Linked DNA regions of Zea mays: region 2 is linked to region 1. A link is a contact called in public Hi-C data. All regions are on one chromosome and are shown on one strand. The core of a region is the stretch at or near the end of the contact, and the rest is flanking DNA. Distances in the headings are between cores, read along the strand shown.

The links. A called contact is a pair of places that touch in the nucleus more often than the background predicts.
Region 2: a Hi-C map of leaf shows a contact between it and region 1, with 6 times the contacts expected there. The contact joins the promoter of LOC100285473 here to the promoter of LOC100274830 in region 1. A contact is called at or near these places in 4 of 25 Hi-C or Micro-C datasets (bundle sheath, leaf and leaf mesophyll).

The regions. Positions count from the first base shown.
Region 1 is chr4:202,391,956-202,396,342 of Zm-B73-REFERENCE-NAM-5.0, reverse strand. LOC100274830 reads left to right here and starts at 1,801. Exons shown (of 2, transcript NM_001149098.2): 1 at 1,801-2,745. The coding sequence starts at 1,868. The coding sequence ends at 2,743.
Region 2 is chr4:202,578,366-202,583,003 of Zm-B73-REFERENCE-NAM-5.0, reverse strand. LOC100285473 reads right to left here and starts at 2,435. Exons shown (of 1, transcript NM_001158366.2): 1 at 1,490-2,435. The coding sequence starts at 2,356. The coding sequence ends at 1,733. LOC100381775 (Two-component response regulator-like APRR9) reads right to left here. Exons shown (of 8, transcript NM_001355470.1): 6 at 4,524-4,638; 7 at 3,486-4,269; 8 at 2,904-3,398. The coding sequence ends at 3,285. It overlaps LOC107275229 (FAD/NAD(P)-binding oxidoreductase family protein), which reads right to left and starts at 1,296. Exons shown (of 2, transcript NM_001320476.1): 1 at 966-1,296; 2 at 1-776. The coding sequence starts at 1,072.

The sequences.
Region 1 (4,387 bases), core at 552-3,051:
GATAAGTTTAAATGTTGTCAGGTTCGCCAAGCAAAATGATCTGACTGTCGGTGATTATTATAATTCAATGATGGACAATATTGATGAAGTGACCGACAAGAGAGTGACGCCCTTAGGAGAAATAGAAAAGGACAAGGTCATGGTCGCCAAAGCTTACAACAAGAAGGTCAAGGCTAAATCGTTCCAGGTAAGGGACCTGGTATGGAAGACTATCTTGCCTCTAAGGAGCAAAGACCGGAAGTTTGGGAAGTGGTCGCCAAGCTGGAAAGGCCCTTACAGAGTCACACAGGTGATGTCCGGTAACGCCTACTAATTGCAAATATTACAAGGCAAAGATTTGCCTAAGGCGTTAAACGGGCGTTTCCTCAAGCAGTACCATCCTAATATGTGGCAAGAAGTCTAAGAAAACCGATGTGATCACATCGAGTTAGTTGCTTTTGGTTCGCTCAGCTCCGCCAAAGGGCAGGGGGCATATGTTGGAGAGCAAAAATGACCGTGCGGACGGTCCGCGCGCGCAGAGTCAGTTAGGGTTCCGAGTTTCTTGCTACAGTTATTGGCTAGATTCGCGGAATTGACTCGAGAAATTTGTTTGTAATGGGTCCAGCCCCCTCCTCTATAAATACAGAGGAATACGGCTGATTAATCATCAACAATCAAATCAATAATCAGTTTATCTCTCGTTTTTACCTTAGGCATTAGGAGTAGTTCTAGTTTAGTTCTAGTTTAGCCTCTCAATCCCCAAATTCTTCGCTTCTCTTCGGCTCTACGTCGATTAGAGGTGTCTAGGTCAGCCTGCTGACCCTAGATAACACATAGAATCTCTCCTCCCCGACGGGGTCCCTCCCGGGAGCGAGATTCAGGCGCCGTCGACGAACTCGGCCGCACCTGCGCACGCGCGGATCGTCCGGCCTATAGGCTCGGACCGTCCGGCCCGTCAGGCAGGGAACCCTAGCCCTGCTCCAGTTCGCGGACCGTCCGGTCCCTAGCCACGGACCGTCCACGCCTGTGCAGAGCACCGCCGCCGGTTCTCAATGCAGTGATTAGCGCCCGGATCGGCGCCAACACATTCGATCCTTGAAGTCCTCTACACGTCTTGCCATGAAGTATAGAGCTTGTATGGATGAATCCGAATGATACTTGTTGGGATATTAAGTTTTTGGTCTTTTTTATTATGAATAATTAGGATATAAAATATGTCATGCAAACCTATGTTTTTGTTTTTAGCATTAAGGTTGTTGTTTTTGTTTTTAGCATTAAGCTTGTTAAAATTCATAACAGGTGAACCTTAAATTTGTTCTATAATTTGTCAAATGAAAAATACAAAATTCGGATACGGATACAGATTTGAATTCGGATGATTTTTTACTTTTTATACAGGGAGCAAATAATGCACAAAAGCTTTATTTTTATTTTTTATAATGTGCTTAACAACATAACTAAAAATTATAATAAATTCTTTATAATATATATTTAAAATAATAAATTTGTCCCACATTTTCGATGTTTAGGATAAATACCCGCCCACAAAGGAACGGAGTGGGAGTAAAACTTCGTTCGAGAAAAAGACGGAACGGAACAGGATTTATCGCCGCGTACTCCGACGTCCCAATCTATGGCAGGCCACCTGTGAACCGACCCACGCGCAGGCATAGCAGCAGGAAAAGGAGGCACGCAGACGCGGAGAGAGAGAGAGAGACGCCCGCGCTGCTGCCGCCGTCTCAATCTCAACGTCCCACGGCCAGTAGTGAGGAGCAGATCCTAAATCACCATCCATCGCTGAACCGAAAGCAAACCCCACCACAACAACACCACCGCTCGCCTGCTCTCACCGACCAGCGCCGCGCCACTCCTCCGCCGGATCTCCAGCATGCAGCCCTCCTCCTCGTCCTCCTCCGCTCACCCGCCCGACCATCCCAACTCCAAGCCCCCGGCCCCGCCGGCCCCCGCCATGGGCTACCCCGCCCCCAACGGGAACCCCAGCGCCTACTTCGCCGCCGCGCCGCCCGCCGCCGCCGCCGCCAACGGCTCCGCTCCGGCGACCTTCGGCGTCGCGTACCCCTACCCCGCCCCTCCTCACCACCATCACCCGCCGCCGCACCACCACTACCCGTATCCCCCGCCCCCGCCGACGCACCACCACTACGCGGCCCACCCGCCGCCGCCGCCCACCTGCCTGCGCCGCCTCCTCGCCGCCGTCGTTGGCGCCTTCCTTCTCCTCGGCGCCGCCACCTTCATAGTCTGGCTCCTCCTCCGCCCGCGCGCCCCGGCCTTCTCCCTCACCTCCCTGGCCCTCTCCCGCGTCGCTTACTCCCCCGCCAACTCCTCACTCTCCGCCTCCTTCGACGCTGCCCTCCTCGCCGCCAACCCCAACGCCAAGCTCTCCGTCGCCTACTTCTCACCCCTCGCATCCGTCTCCTTCGCGCCCTCCTCCCCGCTCGCCGTCGCCTCGCTCGCGCCCTTCGGCCAGGGCCCCGGCAACACCACCACGATCGCCTTCCGCCTCGTCGTAGAGGATGCCTACGTCGGGCCCGACGACGCCGCAGCGCTCAAGACCGGCGCCGGGGGCGCTGTCGACGTCGAGGTCAGGCTCATGGCCGTCGCCGTCTTCGACAGAGGTGGCTGGCGCACGCGCCGGAGGGTCATGAGGGTTATGTGCGATGGCGTCAAGGTGGTTTTCCGCGGGAAGAATTCCACTGAGGCGGCCTTCGATGGGCCGCCAAGAAGGTGCGATGTCGTGTTGTGAAGGTTAGTAGTCATGGTGATTTTACACTCCGATCATGCATTTCTATTTTTCTATCGATGCCTTAATCTTACTTCGCATTCCAGGACAGTGTAGTTTTTGTGTGGACCCTGTGTGTTATGTCTGATCCTAATGAGGCGTGCAAAATACATAGCCTTCGATTGTATTATATTTAGATGTCCTTGTTCTTGTGCACAACCTCTTCGTTTTCCTGAAACCAGATAGGAAACGATAATGTGGGATTGTCAATGGCGGTGCCATGTTGCAGTCAAATGACAAAGGCAGTGTCATTGGTGCTATAAACAAAAAAAGTAGTATAAAAGCCAAATATGTTTGACTAACCCTGTGGGTTCACTAGTTTTGTATGCTAAGCAACAGAAAGTGTGGTAAACCTAGTTTTATTAAATGTGAATGTTTTTTTTTTAATTTTGTGGAATCGTTTCATGCCATGCAGTCAAATAAAAGCAAAAGACCACACAACGCCAGGTCAGCAACAGGCTCATACCAATACGCCAAGTCGCCAAGTGCCTAGTTGTGAGTAGGCATTTGGCAGTTTGGCTCGTAGCACCTAGGTAGAGTGAATCTTGAAGTGGTGCCTGATTCACTTATGTACCAACTTTGTTTGCCAACTCATTATTATCTTTCTTTTTCTTATTTGCAAAGCATGCAGTGAACCATCAAAACTGTATTGGATATTGGCTGATGGAAGTTTTCTGTTACATAAAAAGTGTTGCCTCCGTTTTGGTTTCAAGTCGCTAGCATTTGTCTTCCATTCATGACCTTGTTTGTTCAATTGGATTTGAGCAAAGTGGAAATGTTTTCTTTTGTGAATCAATGTTGGTGATGTGTTGGTTTCAAGTGTCAACAGAAGTATGAGACTATGAGTACAATACTGTGAATAGAGAAAAATATATCAAATGACCCAGCAGATGCTTCACTGACCTGGGTTCACTATTCCATAAGCTACAGAGAACCCAACAAATCTATAACTATTCCAATCTATTATTACCTGAATACCTGGCGAACCTTTGAATTGAAAGATTTAAGGTTGTTTTAAATTCAAACTATTAATTTATTTTTTATAGAATCTGTTAGGTGTTCATTCATGCATGGTGAACTGAGCACAAAAGATCATTGCAGCCAGAGGTTAGGAATTAGGATTTTCTGTTTTCTTCCATGTATGGTTGGCCCTACCAGATTTTTTGTATATGACATGCAATGGTTAAAAAAGCATCAAACGCTACGTTGGTGACAGAGTTGATCAGGTGGGATGATGACTCCTATCGCGCACACGGGCAATTTTTGTAGCAATTCATATGAACTGGCAATAGTTCTGGCTGTATCACTTAGGCATCAGTTGTGTTTGCTAAGAAAATTTAAATCCCCTTCTTCGTACCTTTAGAAAATGCTTATTGAGAAATTTCAGCCAGATGAATATAAGGCATACTCCCTCAGTTCCAAACTTAGTTCAACTTGCGGATTCCAGGCAATGTAGTTTTTTGTGTGGACCATAGGACTAGCATATATGTGGTGATAGTAAGTGTGATTCTGATGTGGCGTGCAAAATACGTAGCCTTTGCTTGTTTTCTATTTGTCTTTGTTCATGTGCACCACTTCATTTGAAAGTAGATAGGAAATACTAACATG
Region 2 (4,638 bases), core at 1,186-3,685, 190 kb before region 1:
CCAGCAGGCGGAGGTTCCGGGACACCACCATCGCCTGCCGCTGCGCCAGGTTGCCCTGCTTGGCCTCCGGCACGTCCGTGATGTCGCCGACGGCGAACACGTTCCGCAGCCCGCCGACGCGCAGGTGGTCGTCCACCCGGAGGTGGCCCTCCTCGTCCACGTGCTCCCCGAGGATCGTCCCGCCGAGCCAGCCGGACGCCACGGGCCGGCCCGTGCACACGAAGTGGCAGTCGGCCTCCAGCGTCTCCCCCGCCGACGTGGTGAACGTCCGGGTGTCCGGGGTGGCCGACGCCAGGTCCACCGTCTGGTCCAGCAGCACGGTGACGTTCTTGGACCGCAGCCACTCGAGCGCCTTGGCCGACGCCCGGGCGCCCATGACCTTGAGCAGCCGCGGCGCGCCGTGGACGATGGTGACGCGCTTCTCGGGGCTCTTCATCACGATCTCCGCCGCCAGCTCCACGCCGATGGGCCCGCCGCCGACGATCAGCACCGACTCCGCCGCGTCGATCCGGTCCTTGTCGCGCTGGAACATCTCCAGCCGGTCCGACCGCTTCTGCGGCCGGTTGCACGTGCGCCCCGTCGCGACCACGAGGAAGTCGTACGCCACGGCGCGGCCGATGGAGGTGAGCACCACGGAGTCGTCCAGGCCGACGGCGGAGGCGGTGACCACCTTGGCGTGCGTCAGGTAGTCGGAGTGCGCGATCACCGTGCGCTCCACCGCCGCCGGGTCCACCTTGGCGCGCAGGTTGGCCCACGGGATCTCGAAGTACTCCTTCCTGCATGCACGGAAGGATCCAATAATCCATGGGTCGCACGTCGCCGGCCATGCATGCATGCATACATATCAAGGGGAAGCTAGCATGCATGGATCATCCGATCCGATCCACGCGCGCTACGCTAGCTGGGAGGGAAATATGAAATGTGCAGGAGGGCAGCTCCAAACGGCGCGCGCGGCGGAAGCTCACGGGTCGATGAGGACGACGTCGGCGTGGTTCTGGAGCGTCTTGGCGAGGAGGGCGCCGGCGATGCCGCCGCCCACGACGACGACGCGGTCGCCGGTGGACCGCAGCATGGTGCACCGCCGGATGGGGTCCTAGCTAGCTAGTTCGTCGCGCCGAAGAAGAAGGCGCCTGCTGCAAGTTGCATGCGACGGACGAACAACTCGATCGATCGAGATGGATCGACGCTCCGTCGTCTTCTGCGTCGAAATTCGTATTTATGGATGGAGGAGATTAATTTGGCGGGAGCTCGTGAGTTTGCTTCGTTTCGGAGGGGAGCTAGGGGGTTCCCCTTCTGGTGCTCATTTGTTAGGAGAAGGGCCCACATGTCAATGTGCTAATCGGCCAGAAAATGCTAAATCGAGCTGCTTGCCAAAAATAGGTGTCAATTCACCGCAGGTGTGAGACAAACAAGGAAAAGAAGAAGATTGTAAGTTGCAACAGCTTCCTCACAGGCACACTGAGCAACGTCGAAGCCAAAGGCAGAACGAACACAATAAACCATCATCAGAATCCACTTTACAAAATCATTAAGGTACAATGGACAAAATGTAAACACAACTACGTACTGTCTGCATGGACAATCATCTGGCATCGGAAAGGTCGACAGATCATCATCGAATCGGATGCCAAAACGAAGAGAGTACGTAATGCATGTCCTAGTCTTTACGCCGGCCGGTCTGGACAGCCGACTGATGGATGGCAGTCGTAACTAGTAACCAACAGAGCGCGCGTCACTTGAAGAGGGCGACGGCGGGCAGGAACGCGGCGAGGACGAGCGCCGCGCAAGCGCTGCTGGACGCGCCGCCGCGGGCCCTGGCGCCGCCGGAGAGGTACAGGTAGTAGTACGGGTTTGACGACGACGGCGGGGACGAGAAGTGCGAGGACGAGCCACTGCCACCGTCGCCGCCGCTCTTCGGCGGCGGCGGCGACGGCGGCGAGGAGGAGGAGGGTGGCGACGGCGGAGGCTCCGTCGACGACGATGAGGACGAAGGCGGGGTCGTGCACGGGGACTCCGGCGGGCTCGTGAGAGGCGTCACCGGAGGCAGCAGGTCGTACACGTCCCCCGTTGGCGGCGGCGGCAGCACCAGTTGCAGGTACGGCGGCGGGGGCGCGGACAGCGGCAGCAGCGCAAGGGCCGGCGGCGGCGGCGCTGTCATCGGCAGGATCGTCGGCGGCGACGCCGTGCAGATCGTCGGGCACGTCCCGCACTTGCTCACGCACAGCTGGTTCGTGTCCGGGGCCCCCACCGCCGGCTCGCCCTCATCAGCGGCGACGACCGGGAATGGGGATCGCGAGCACGCCAGCAGCAGCGACACTGCTGCCACCAACGACACGGCCGCCCTTCTTCCCTCCATTGCCGCCGTGTAGCGGCCTCAATCGACAGAGAACAGGCTTGCTTGCGTAGCTGCGTTGCGTGTGCTCGCTTTCACAGGTGAGATTCCCGCGGAACTCTGGGTTTGTTTACGTAATATAGAGAGCCTGGGCCCTGGACCTGGAGGCCCAGCGCGGCAAAGAAATGTGCCAAACTTGAGGCGCAAGCTCCAACGGAATATGTGGGCTGCTGAGTGAGATGAGAAATGCTGGCTGTAAAGGTAGATGCTCTTGAAATGGGCACTAAGGAATTGCCGGTTCCTCTTACGCCACAGGATTAATCCCAACAAATCTGCAGCTTGTGAATCCTTCATGTGCACCAGCCTTTGGGTGAAAAGGTAAGGCCACGGAAAGTATTATTTAAGGAAATACGTCGAAAGATTACCTGTGAATGATGAGCAAGCAAAACGCTGGATGATTGGATTGGATCAAACAAATCAACAACTGTCCCTGCATACAGGGCGGCGCCTTATCGACATGATTACCCACAGGATTAATAACTAATAAATAAAATGAGAAAGACCCGCTGCTGACTGGTAAGGCTGTACAACAATGTCTACTGTTGTCATAGTACAAGTCACTACTAGTGTAATGGCAACAAAATGGGTGAATAAGCTGTACAGGCTCTGCTTTCTCACCCCCCACAAACATCTAAGTACATAGGCGAAATCTGGCAGCTGCACCGTTTTCCTAAACCCCCAACCCATTCCCCTCTGAACATTTGTCAATTTGATGCACTTTACAAAAATAAGGCCACAACGGCACCAAACACCCGACACAAGAGTTCACCCATTGTGCAGAAAGGCTAACCATGGAAGGGAAAAAACTTCTGCCAGCCTTCAGTCTTACAAGTCCGATTGCCCACACCTGGTGGGAAGGGAAGAATAAGTTACAGTGATGACTTGACGCCGGTCACGAGTCAGCTTCTGCGTCTGTTGTTGTAGCTGAGTTCAGCTTTTGGCTTACAAATTGTCCCTTAACTCTTGGCCTTTGCTCTGCGAGCTTCTTCCTGCTATGATACCTAACCTGTAGAAATGAAAACTAGGGTTAGATAAAGAAAAATCATTCGGTAGTTATTTAATGGTAACTAAAAAGGGTTATCAGATGAAGTACTTTTTTCTCGAAGCATCTATCTTTCCTTTTCATGCGAAACTTCATCAACGCAGCTTCACGGCGAGACCTGTCACCATTTTGGATTCCACTCTCGTTGCCACTCTCTAGGGCAACCATTGTGTTTGCGTTGATATCGGCTTCACCACTACATGTGCATCCACTTCCTTTACAGATACCTTGGCTGCAGCTTGCAGTCTGGTTAGCACGATCCACGTGAGCTCTCGCCATGTCAATTGGTTCTCCTGATTCCCGAAGAATTTGTCTTGAATGATGCAACTGGTGGTTTTCCTCTGACTGTTTGTGTTCAATAAGAACATGAGATGGTTTACCGGGAGCTTCATGGTAATTAGGTTGCCCAGAGGCATGCTGGATTGCTGCCTTGTTGATTCCAGCTGAATCACAGTGCATAAGAGGACTCTGTGGGTAGTATACGGGCTGCAGAATCGCACCATAATGGTACGGCATCGTGGCACCAACAGGAATTGGAACAGGTATAAACCCATATGAGGGATGGCTCATACTGTCCTTTCTATGGGAAGAACTATTTGCACCAGCATCTTCCCTGGCACTAGTGGAACACAGGATGGCAGCACCCTCTGTCCTACTGTCCAGAGAAATTCGAGCTTGCCTTGTACTCTCACCTGTATTATGTTCATTGGGAGGCAGCAACACCCCATTGGGTTGGAAAACTGGGTTCTTGCCATTAACATGCCCTTGCCCAATGACGCAGGGAGAAGGGAAAAACTGAATCTCACCTGATGGTTCTATCCTTTTATTGCCATATCTGTGTCATGTTGAAGCCATGGACAAACACAATAAAGCTAGTCAGAGTTATGCAACACATTTGAGCAGTTACTAATGTTGACTTAGGGGTCTCAGGTCTATAGAAGTACTAAAACATGTAACGTTATAAAGAAACAAATCAGCATGGATAGAGAAAGCGATGCGTTAACAGATAATTTCCAGCAACACTCAAGAACTACATGGGCAATCAGAATTTATTTAGACTAAAGTTTAAAACCCATCAGCACAAAGTACCTTGAAAAGGCAGAGGAATTCGAGTGATTAAAGATATCTTTTTCCCTGAATTCTTGGTTTTTGTAACCATTAAGATGGTGTTCCTTCCCCAAGTTGGTCACCATAAATTCGGAGG